Linked DNA regions of Sus scrofa: region 2 is linked to region 1. The links are chromatin contacts, called in public Hi-C maps. All regions are on one chromosome and are shown on one strand. The core of a region is the stretch at or near the end of the contact, and the rest is flanking DNA. Distances in the headings are between cores, read along the strand shown.

The links. A called contact is a pair of places that touch in the nucleus more often than the background predicts.
Region 2: a contact with region 1 is called in a Hi-C map of subcutaneous adipose tissue, with 1.6 times the contacts expected there. The contact joins the promoter of PRKAB1 here to the promoter of FAM109A in region 1. A contact is called at or near these places in 2 of 47 Hi-C or Micro-C datasets (embryonic fibroblasts and subcutaneous adipose tissue).

What each region holds. Positions count from the first base shown.
Region 1 is chr14:32,597,239-32,602,499 of Sscrofa11.1, reverse strand. It overlaps FAM109A (sesquipedalian-1), which reads left to right and starts at 1,792. Exons shown (of 3, transcript XM_013982887.2): 1 at 1,792-1,996.
Region 2 is chr14:33,214,398-33,219,746 of Sscrofa11.1, reverse strand. PRKAB1 (protein kinase AMP-activated non-catalytic subunit beta 1) reads left to right here and starts at 2,121. Exons shown (of 7, transcript NM_001243621.1): 1 at 2,121-2,656; 2 at 5,034-5,197. The coding sequence starts at 2,498.

The DNA of each region.
Region 1 (5,261 bases), core at 543-3,042:
TTGATCCCTGCCCTTGCTCAGTGGGTTAATGATTCGGCGTTGCCGTGAGCTGTGGTGTAGGTTGCAGACGCGGCTCGGATTCCATGTTGCTGTGGCTCTGGCGTAGGCCGGTGGCTACAGCTCTGATTCGACCCCTAGCCTGGGAACCTCCATATGCCATGGGAGTGGCCCAAGAAATAGCTAAAAAAAGACAAAAAAAAAAAAAAAAAAAAAAAGACAAAAGAAAAAAAGAAATTATGGCACCATCAGGTACAGCTGGATCCACAGGCTCAACTGATATCAGATACGTCATATCTCTCTCTCTTTCCATAGTCAGGGGTCTTCACTATCAGGCAGGCTCTCAAATTCAACCACTTCCCTCCACCTCCACTGCCTCCACTCTGCTCGAAGCCACCATCATCACATACATCATTCATCATCACTTGCCTACTGCAACAGCCTCCTCCCTGGTCTCCTGGGTTCTACCCTTGCTTCTTACAGCCAGGAACCATGTCGAACCTAAGATAGCATGTCCCTCCTCTGCTCAAAACCCTCCCATGGCTCCCATTCCTTCCAGAGAAAAAGCAAAATCTTTGCCATGACACACAAGACCCTGAGTAACCTGGCTTTGCCAATATTCTCTAACCTCATTTCCTACTATTATTCCCTTTGCTCACTTGGCTCCAGCCCCACTGGCCCCTTCCGTTTTACAGACATGCTCGTGTGGTCCCACCTCAGGACCTTTGCCCTTGCTCTTCCCTCTGCATGGGACACCCTTCCTTCGGATATCTACATGGCTCCCTCCTTCACTTCTTTGAAGTCTCTGCTCCTTAGAGCAGTTTCCCTGACCACCTTGTCTAAAATTGTACTCCCAGTCTTTCTTTCCTACTCCTGTGGCTTATAGTCTTCCTAGCAAGAATCACTTCTATATCTCAATTGTTTGTTGACCAACTCAGTCTTACACAGGTGCTTAGTGAGGGACTGTAGAATGAATAGATGATGCTGGTCTGTCCTGTTTCTCTCCTGCTTTCAGGCCAGGGCTGAACAGTAACTGAGTCCCAGAAGGAAGGCTGCAAGAGCAGCAAACAAAGACAGCTCTAGAGAGATAGAACTGTGTTATTTTGGATGGAACAAAAAGAATAAAAATCCCTATTTATTAATAGCATCTACTGTGTGCCATGCCCTTTATATACCATGGTTGTCTCTATTTGAAAGATAAGGAAACAGGGCTAGAAAAATGGATTGATTTTTCTAAGGCCTCACAGTGACTAAAAGGCTTACTGGGACTTGAGCCCAACCCTGCCCAACTCCAGAAATTTCCCTCTTCACCTCGGGCCGGGGGTAGGGTTGCAAGGCATCCTGTTCATATAGAAGAGTCCTATGTTGACTTTGCCGTGATGCCCGAAATGTCCCGTAATCAGCTTTTTTCAATAAATCACACGTTTTTGGCAGTTATATTTAAAATTGAGCTGGTGTTAAATTTGCTATATCTGGCAACCCTAGCCAGGGAGGAGCTCGAACTCAAGGCTAGGGCTTCAGCGAATGGTCACGCCCAGGACCCCGATGCTTTTTCTGGACGAATCCGCCCCCTATATCTACCCTGGAAGCGTGTTGTGTCTCAGGGATCCAACCTTTCTTCCAACAGGGCATTCCTGAGCCAGTTGCGGTTCCTTTAAGAGTGGTTTCAGGGGCGGTCCCACAGGGGCGTGGCGAATCCAGGGGGTGCGCCGGATCTGGGCTGGCCAATCCGGGAGTAGGGGACGAACTCGCGGCCGACCCAGCACCCGCGGGTTGGGAAGGGTTAAAGAGGCGCGTCGGTGGGTCGCGGACTGTCCGGCTGCCTCCGCCTCCTTCGGTCGGATCCCCGCTCTCCCGCGGCTGCGCCGGCTCGGCCGCCCGGGAAACAAAGCGCCACCGCGGCTGCGGCCACCGAGCAAGTCCCAGACCATGGCCGGGCGGTCCCCTGGCTCCGCGCCTCTAGTCCGGCCGTCGCCGTCGCCCTAGGCCGCGCCGCGAGGTAAGGCCAGCCTGGCGTAGTGGGGGTGGGGTGAGAGCTTTCGGGCGGACCTGAGAGGGGACGCGGGACCGGGCTCGGGCCGCCGTGGGCCTCGGGGTCCTCCGGCCTTCTGGGGAGACCTCTGCTGGGGATCTGTCCATTTGCAGTTCCACGCCAGTGGTAATTTGCCCATCAGGGACCCCAGCTGCAGGGGGCAAACTTGGCTGATGACTCTCCTGCCCAATAAGAGACCTCTGGGGGAACTCTGGGGAGGAGAGCTCCACTTGACTCCTACATTCTGGCGTTGACCACCCCATTTAGGACTCTGGCTGTCCTTTAAGGAACACACCACGTACAAAAGGAGAGAGAGCAGCTAGGAGCAATGGCCTGGGATGGCCGTCCTACCTGGAGTGCTTGTGGCCGCTGCCCAAGGCAGTGCTGCGCAGGAGCTCTTCGGGGTTCTCAACACGTTTTCCAGCCATACCTGCCACACCCTCTCTAACATGCCCACTGCTAGGGGACACTTGTGGCAGCTGGATCCAATCCCAGGCCCAGTGGTTTTGGCTTCTTTCCTTGAAATGAGCATCAAAATGCCATGCCTCAGTTCTAGGCAGTCTGTATCCCTGGAGGCCTGGAGCTAATTATTTTCTTTTGGACAATTCCTTGACTGAATGTTTACTACCTGCTCAGCATTTTGCAAGATGGCTCTTCAGGACTAATTTATTCAATTCCAAGAGGGGTGGATATTAATATTCTCACTTTATAGATGAGGCTGTGTTCTCAAGGTCCTCTAGCCTGGACTGGCAGAGGCAAGAACTTAGCCCTGGGATCAGAGAGGGGCTGGGTCGGTCCCCTCCAGCTTCCTGCCTGGCCAGGGACTGTTGAATCAGCAGCAGTGCTCACAGCGGACTCTGAACTTCTTGGAAAACTGTATGAGCACAGGGAGATAAGCCAGCTTGCCAGGCCCTCCCAGAGGCTGGAGCCTGTGTCCCTGCTGCCTCCTGCCTTCCCCGCCTTTCTTGTTGGGCAGGAGGAACCAGGGCCATCGGCAGAGGGGTCCTGTGCTGGCTGGTGACTTTGGGCTCCAGGTGGTGGGGGTGGTAGAAGGGGAGCTGCTGAGTATGAGGGAAATTGCTTTTCCTTTGGCCTTAAGAGGTGGTGAGGCTCCAAGAACAGTTCCTTTGGGCTGGTTGCCCACAGCATGCAATTCTAGGCACAGAATTGTACCTTCGGGTAAGTTGCTTAGCTCTCTTTGTCTCAGTTTCCACATCTATGAATGTGGGATGGGGAATGACTTCTCATGGGCCTGCTGAGAGATTTAAGTAGACAACCTTTCGATTCGTTCTACAGGTATTTGAGCACCAACTACATGCTAGGCACTAGAATTCAGACAAAGAACCCTGCCCTCCTAGAACAGGCAAAAATGACCCAGGTGATTTCAGGCAGTGACTGGGGGGCGCCTTCTTGAGGAGGTGATAGTCAAGCTGAAACTGAAGGATGAGGAGTTGGCCACATGAGATATGGGAAAGGCATTCTAGGCAGAGGGAATAGCCAGGGCAAAGGCCCTGAGGTGGGAATATGTCTGGTGTGTTTGAGGAATAGCAGGGAGACCAGGGTGGCTAGAGACAAGTGAGTAAAGGGGAAAGCGAGAGAGCAAGGGCAGTTGGAATTCAGGGGGGAAGAATGAATTTTATGCTGAGAGAAGTAGGGAGCCATGGGAGGTTTTAGAGTTGGAGAGAGGGTATGATTTGGTTTAGTTTTAATAGGATCCCTCTGTGAGGAATGGATCCTCTGTGGGGGCAGGGGAGGTGCCTAGGAAGGCGTTATGATCTTACCCTGAAGAACATGGACAAAAGGAGGGGCAAGGGTGGAGGCAGGGAGACTGGTGAAGAGGCTACTGTAGCTGTCCGGGCGAGCTATGATGGGGGCCTAGAATGGGACGTGGCCATGAGCAGAGGTTAGGCTGCTGATTTGGAAGAGGTTGGAGCAGGCTTGACAAGTGAGCCAATGTGGAGGTGGCAGGAAACCAAGGGCCTTTTGCTGAGACAAAGCACTGAGGGGAACATTTGGAGGCTGAGAAGAACGTCATCAGCCATGTACCATGCTGGCACTGTGCTCAGGACGTAGTCACTGTCTTCACAGCAACCCCTACTTAGATGCTATTATGATCCCATTTTACAGATGTGGAAACAGAGGCCCATAGAGGCTTAAAGCTTGCCTGGGGTCACACAGCCTGGACACTGCAGAGCTGACATTTGAATCCAGAGAAGAGCAAGCTGAAACCAGAACTGGGCAGAGGGCAGGGAAGTGAGCAGTGGCCTGAGAGGTAGGAGGGAAATGGGGCAAGTTGGGTGAGTGGTTTCTGTGAGAAGTGGGGTCCATCTGGGAGTTGTTGGGGGTTGGGGAAGAATCCCTCCCATTTTGCAGAGAAAGAAACTGAGGCTCAGAGAGGGGAAGCCCATGCCGGAAGTCACACAGCTCAGAGAGGCAGGGCAGGGATTAAACACTCTGAGTCTTTAGAGTTGTGGCCTTGGCCCAGCTGCTAGGTCAGGACAGGCTGATAATCAGCCTAAATCACAGCTCACGTTGCCTCATCCAGAAAGCCTTTCTTGACTGCGTAGGCAAGTGAGATGAGGTGGACTGGCTGGGAGCAATTGCCTTGTCCACCCTGGGTCAGCCCCATTGTGGCCAGCTGCTCCCAGGAAAGCCACTACCCCTACCTCATTCCTCCAGGTCTTCAGTGAGGCACTGCCCAGGTTGGGGAACAAACATTAACTGAGCACATGCTGCATTCCAGGGACTTTGAATAATGTGGCCACTGCCCTATGTAGAGTGAGCTTTTGAAGCAGGAGCATGAGGTGTGTCTGCAGGGTGGCCATGCTGGAGACCCTTGTGCCATTTCCTACTAAGTCCTACCTGGCCTGTGTTGTCCCATCATATACTCCTTGGGGAAAATGGAAAAATCATTGTGGCCAAGGGCATAGATTCCTCTACTTCAAATGGGCTCACACTGCTCTCGCCCTACTCTTCCCTGTAAGTGTGGGCCAAGCTCTGGGCTCTTTATCTGGATTATTTTGTAACAGACTTTTCTGCCACTCCGACTGCATCTCCCACCCCTCCCCTTCCTCATTCTGCTCTAGCCTCACCAACTTCCTCAAGCATACCAGCTGGTTCCTACCTCAGGGCCTTTGCACTTGCTATTCCCTCTGCCTGGCATGTCCCTCATCTCCTTCAGATTTCTGCTCAGTTGTCACCTTTTCAGTATAATCTTTCTTGATACCCTTTC
Region 2 (5,349 bases), core at 872-3,371, 620 kb before region 1:
TGTGCATGTGAGAATTAACATATTATTAGAAATGAGGCTGCAAATAAACATGTTTGCATATAATTTTCACATGTGTATTTCTGTAGATATTCCCTAGCCATAAAATTGTGCACCAGAATGAAGGTGTGTTTTTTATTTTATTTTTGTCTTTTTAGGGCCGCACCCATGGCATATGGAGGTTCCCAGGCTAGGGGTTAAGCGGAGCTGCAGCTGCCGGCCTACGCCACAGCCATAGCAATGCAGGATCCAAGCCATGTCTTGGACCTACACCATAGCTCATGGCAATGCCGGGTCCTTAACCCACTGAGTGAGACCAGGGATAGAACCAGGGACCTCATGGTTCCTAGTCGGATTTGTTTTGGCTGCGCCACGATGGAAACTCCTGTGTTTTTTGATAAATACTGCTAAACTCTCCTCCAGGAGGCCATATCTTAATAATCTGTGTCTTCCATTTACTTCACACATGTCTGGCATTTTGTAGGTACCAAATAAATGTTCAGTGGACAAAATGCATGACTAGGCGCAGCAAATGCAAAGAATTTTGAAATACTCCACATGCAAACACACACACACACATACTGCCAATAACAAAAAAAAAAAAAATCTAACAGTGACTAACAAATGAGAAGATTAGAATATTTTAGTACCATATGTATACACACTCTTTGCTGAAGGACTGGCCGTAGTAAATGACAAACACTAATAAATAAATGCATTTTGTGTAGAATGATGTGTTCAAAGTGATTTTTAAATATCTTGCAAAACTGCCTATCAAAAGGTTGTGCACCCCTCAGTTTTTTGAAAATACATTAATAATGTAACCAAGCAGGGCCCTGTGGGGCTCATAGGCACAAAAACTTTTCTGTGTCCCCAATTTCTTGTTTTTATGAAATGTGCCTCATTCAGCCTTGTTGGCCTTCCCTGAGTTCCAAGGGGCAGGTTCAGACACCTACTGATCAGGGAAGGAAGGAGAGACAAAGAGAGAATCAGTCAAGCAACAATGGTACAGCCTTGGGGCAGGATTCTGGTTCCCTCTCAAGGGATACACATAATGATGCAGGCGTCTTATATACCAAGAGAAAAGTTATATTCTTTATGCTTCCTTTGGAAATGAATACTTTAAAACTGAACACCTTAGAGCCCTTCCTTGTGCTTCTCCCTCACTTGATTTCATCCTAAACACAATCACCTGTAAACTAAAGTTTAGGCACCCTGAACACAATTGCCTGTGAGTTAAAGATTATTAGCTGTGATGTTTTCCAGGAACTTTCCTAGTTCTAATCTCTGATCAATATGCCCTTTTCACAAGTAATGTTATTCTCAGCAATAACCCAGAAGACGGTGATCATGCCGAGATCTCCTGATTCCCACTTTGATGACCAAGATTCCCCCAAAGTAAGAAGAATCCTGTCTCTTATCTGGAACCTTGTTTTTCTCCTTTTAGACTATAAAATTCCCTTCAATTTCCCCCCAAGGGATGGCACAGTCTTTAAGGGATTAGGCTGCTGTAGCTTCGTTTGCCTGGCAAAGCAATAAAAACTAGCTTTTTTCTCCTTTACTCTGTCTCCGTGTTTCTCCTGCCTTTTATGCACACACCCCCACCCACAAGATACTAGATGTGAGAAATTTCCAGAGAGCTTATGGTCTGTCATTATCTCAAACACCTGCAGGACTACTTGCATCAGAATCACCTGGTGTGCTTATTAAAATGCAGATCCCAGGCCAGAGCTTCAGAATCACAATTCCCAGGAATTAGGGGCAAGTGAATCTGCATCTTAAACAGGCACTCCAGGTGATTCTAACACACTCAAAGGTGTGAGAGCGAGCACATGAAAGATCTTTAAGGAATCGCTTAACTAAATATGCCTTTTAGAACGACCCCTTTGGCTGTAAAGGGAAGAATCAACTTTAAGTGGGCAAAGATAACCAGGGTATCTAACACCATCATTCATCCCAGCGTGGGGAGGACGTCCCACATGGCCGGCGCGCTTCAGCACCCCCTGCCGGCCCTCAGCAGCCTCGTCCCGGGCGGCCGGAGCGGTCAACTGCGACAGCGCTCCCCGAAACCCGCAGGGGCGGTCTGGGGCTAGTAAACGCACGGACGTAGACCGGAAGCGGAAGTGAGGTCCGTTTGCCTGGCGCTCTTCTCAGAGCGCAGCCACCCCCCACCCGGTGGCCCCCGCCGACTTGAGGAAGTGCCGGAAGCGGAAGTTCCTAAGAGGTGGGGGGAGTTGTTGGTTAAGTGTCGGCTTGTCTTTGGAGCTTGGTAGGTTCCCCTTCTCCCCTCGGCTGATTGAGCAGGTAAAGCGCGATTGTGAGACCTCGCCAGCCCTGCCGGCCAAATTCAGGCCGGATCCCAACTTCGAACCCTATTCTGAGGGGTGTGGTACCCGGTGCTCCGACTCTCCCGGGTCCTGGTGGAGGTCCCGGGAGTCCCCGGTCCCTTCTCTGGGCAGAGGCTCGGTCCGGCTTCCCGGTGTCCACGTAAACCCCCGCGATGGGTAATACGAGCAGTGAGCGCGCTGCGCTGGACCGGCAAGGGGGTCACAAGACTCCCCGAAGGGACAGTTCGGGGGGCTCCAAGGATGGGGACCGGCCCAAAATCTTGATGGACAGCCCTGAGGACGCTGACCTCTACCACTCCGAGGAAATTAAGGTAAGGTAATGGGGGTGGAGGGATCCGTTTCTCCTTAATTTCTTTTGAGAGCTACTAGATCCTCCCGCCATATTCCCCTAATGATCAGAAGTCAGAGAGCTGTGATACTTCACACTATGCACTTAAAATCCAGATGGCCCTTTTAGTAACCCAGGAACCTGTGTCGAATTATCGATAAGACAAAGTCACCCCGAGGGAGGAGGATTTCACTTCGTTTAACATCATTAAGGCAAAGGCAGCTCTGGGACAGGTTCAAATCCTTAATTAATTAAGATCGTGGAGTTAGCAGTAATTGAGCTCTAGTCGCTCCTTTTCTCTTAGGTATAATTAATTTCAGAGCTTTGAGAAATCTTTTACCACTTTCATGCACACGGGCGTTTTTTGTAATAGTTTTGCAGTTTATCCTCAATTTTGGAGATAAGGCAGAACACCTGTAAGGTGATAGTAGTGTTCACCAGCTGACCGCAGTTCCCAGAGATCTTTAGTGTTGCCTAAACTTGTGGTTCACGCTTTAGAGCAGGCATAGAAAAGTAATTTGACTTCTGGAGGTCAGTAAGTGAAGTATTAGTCTGAAGGAGGCAGCCAGTTGCTACTCAGCTTCTCTCTCCTGTTGTTTAAATATGACTTAAACTTAATGTTTAATGTTGATGTTTGCCAAAGCAAATGTTTTTGCAGGCCACATTTGGGCATCCTGCCTCAGTCGGCTTGTTAACTCTTAAAAAACTCTGAAGACAAAAATCTTCATTCCTGCTTCAGCTACTTTCCTGCTAAGCATCATGTGGTCTCTTTCTAGAAGGCAGGGCCCAGTCCAAGGACATTTAGTGATTCTAGCAGCTGATAGGTATATGTATACCCTTAAAAAAAAAAAAAAAAAAAAAAAAAATTCCTTAAAGGGCAGTGCAACAAAGTCAGTTTGAAAAAGATGACCCTCCTCCCCCACACACACGCATTCTGTTACCATCCGCTTGCTTGTTAATCATCACTGTCCATTAGGCTAATTGCCTGGTAACTCATCCCTTCTGTACTCAGATTTTTTTTCTCAAATGTTGGGCTGAGTCACGTTATTGTCTTTTGTCCTCACCTGGATCTTGGCTCTGAGGCTGACTCTAAAGAGTCTGCTTTTACTTGGCCCTCCAGCCCGTGGTTTCAACTTGCTTTCTGAATTTGTTGCATTCCATTGCTGTGTGCAAAGTGAACTTTGGGATCCTGTTTCTTCGATGACTAGACATCCCTTCCCCCAAAAGTAATTATGGCCCAAGGGCAGCCATTTAAGACACCCTAAGAATCAAACCATTTTCTTTAAGAAGCACTTGTTCTTCTGCTGTTTTAAAACCTTACAAGAAATGTTTGGCATACGGATACTCTGTAAAGAATGATTTCAAATAATTTCCATTACTACTTCCTCAGAAGTTATGAAATGATGAGGCAGACACATTGGATAGAATGCCGATTAAAAAAAAAAAAGTCATGGATTCTTTTAACTACACTAGTTCACCATTTTGGCTGTGATTAGTTATCACACCCTCAGTGTAAAGTGATTCCAGTCTGTTATTCTTTAATCTGTAGATCTTGTGAAAACTCAAAGAATGCAAGTATCTTCTGTGTGAGCTCAGGTCAGTATTTGAAGCGAAGATACTAGAAGCCTACTTGAGACCTATAAGAGTCTCTCTCAGCTCCTGCTCTCTTCATCTTTGTTTTTGGACTAGGAACAATGTAAGAGACCCAAAACCACATATACTTCACCCAGAGCTAAACAGGTTTATTTGTCTTGTTCCAGAATACCTCGGTTATACACTTCCCACACAAGCAGTTATTTTCTGTAATGAGGGCCAGTCTTTATCTTCTTTGTCCACTTCTCCCTGGTGCCTGGATGGCGCTCAGTGAATAGGTTTCTGCTTCCTTAGAGCCTGGATTTGCCAGTTTTCAAGTTGACAGCTCTGAAACGGTCGTGAGAAATTTTTGTGTACTTCAAAATTTTGCTTAAGGAAGGAAAATAACATTCATTAAGCTGGTCTTGAATTCATTGCTGTCTTCTTGCAAGTGAGTTTTATGATTTCTCCTAGAATGTTGCTGTCGATCTCTAACAACAGCAGTAACAACAGCTAATGATTACTAAGCATTTACCTGGGTCCCCCACTATGCAGAGCATGTTCCGTGAACTGTCTCACTCAGCCTTCACAATGGCCTTCAGAAATAATTATTTTATTATTTCCATTTTGGGGAAACCGAGGCACAGCTGGTCAGGTAATGAGTCAGAATAGGAACCTCAGCAGTGACAGTTTCCTTTCTAGACTGAATCGTCAGTGTTAAGGTAACTCTCTCTTGTAGGGCTATCACTAATGGTTTCCTGGTCCTGAGTAAACGCCTCTGTTTCTAGGCTCCAGAGAAGGAGGAGTTCCTGGCCTGGCAGCATGATCTGGAGGTTAATGATAAAGCCTCTGCCCAGGCTCGGCCAACTGTGTTTCGATGGACGGGGGGTGGAAAGGAAGTTTACTTATCCGGCTCCTTCAACAACTGGAGCAAACTTCCCCTCACACGCAGGTAACTCCCTGGAGCATCTTCATGTATTTGTCTTAACCCGGGATACTCTGATTTCTAAAGGAGCGCCGTGGATGAATAAAAGAAAAAGTTTTGATAAAATAGATGCTGAATGGAAAATAGTCGTGCTTAATAACTCCAGGGTTCAAATCTCA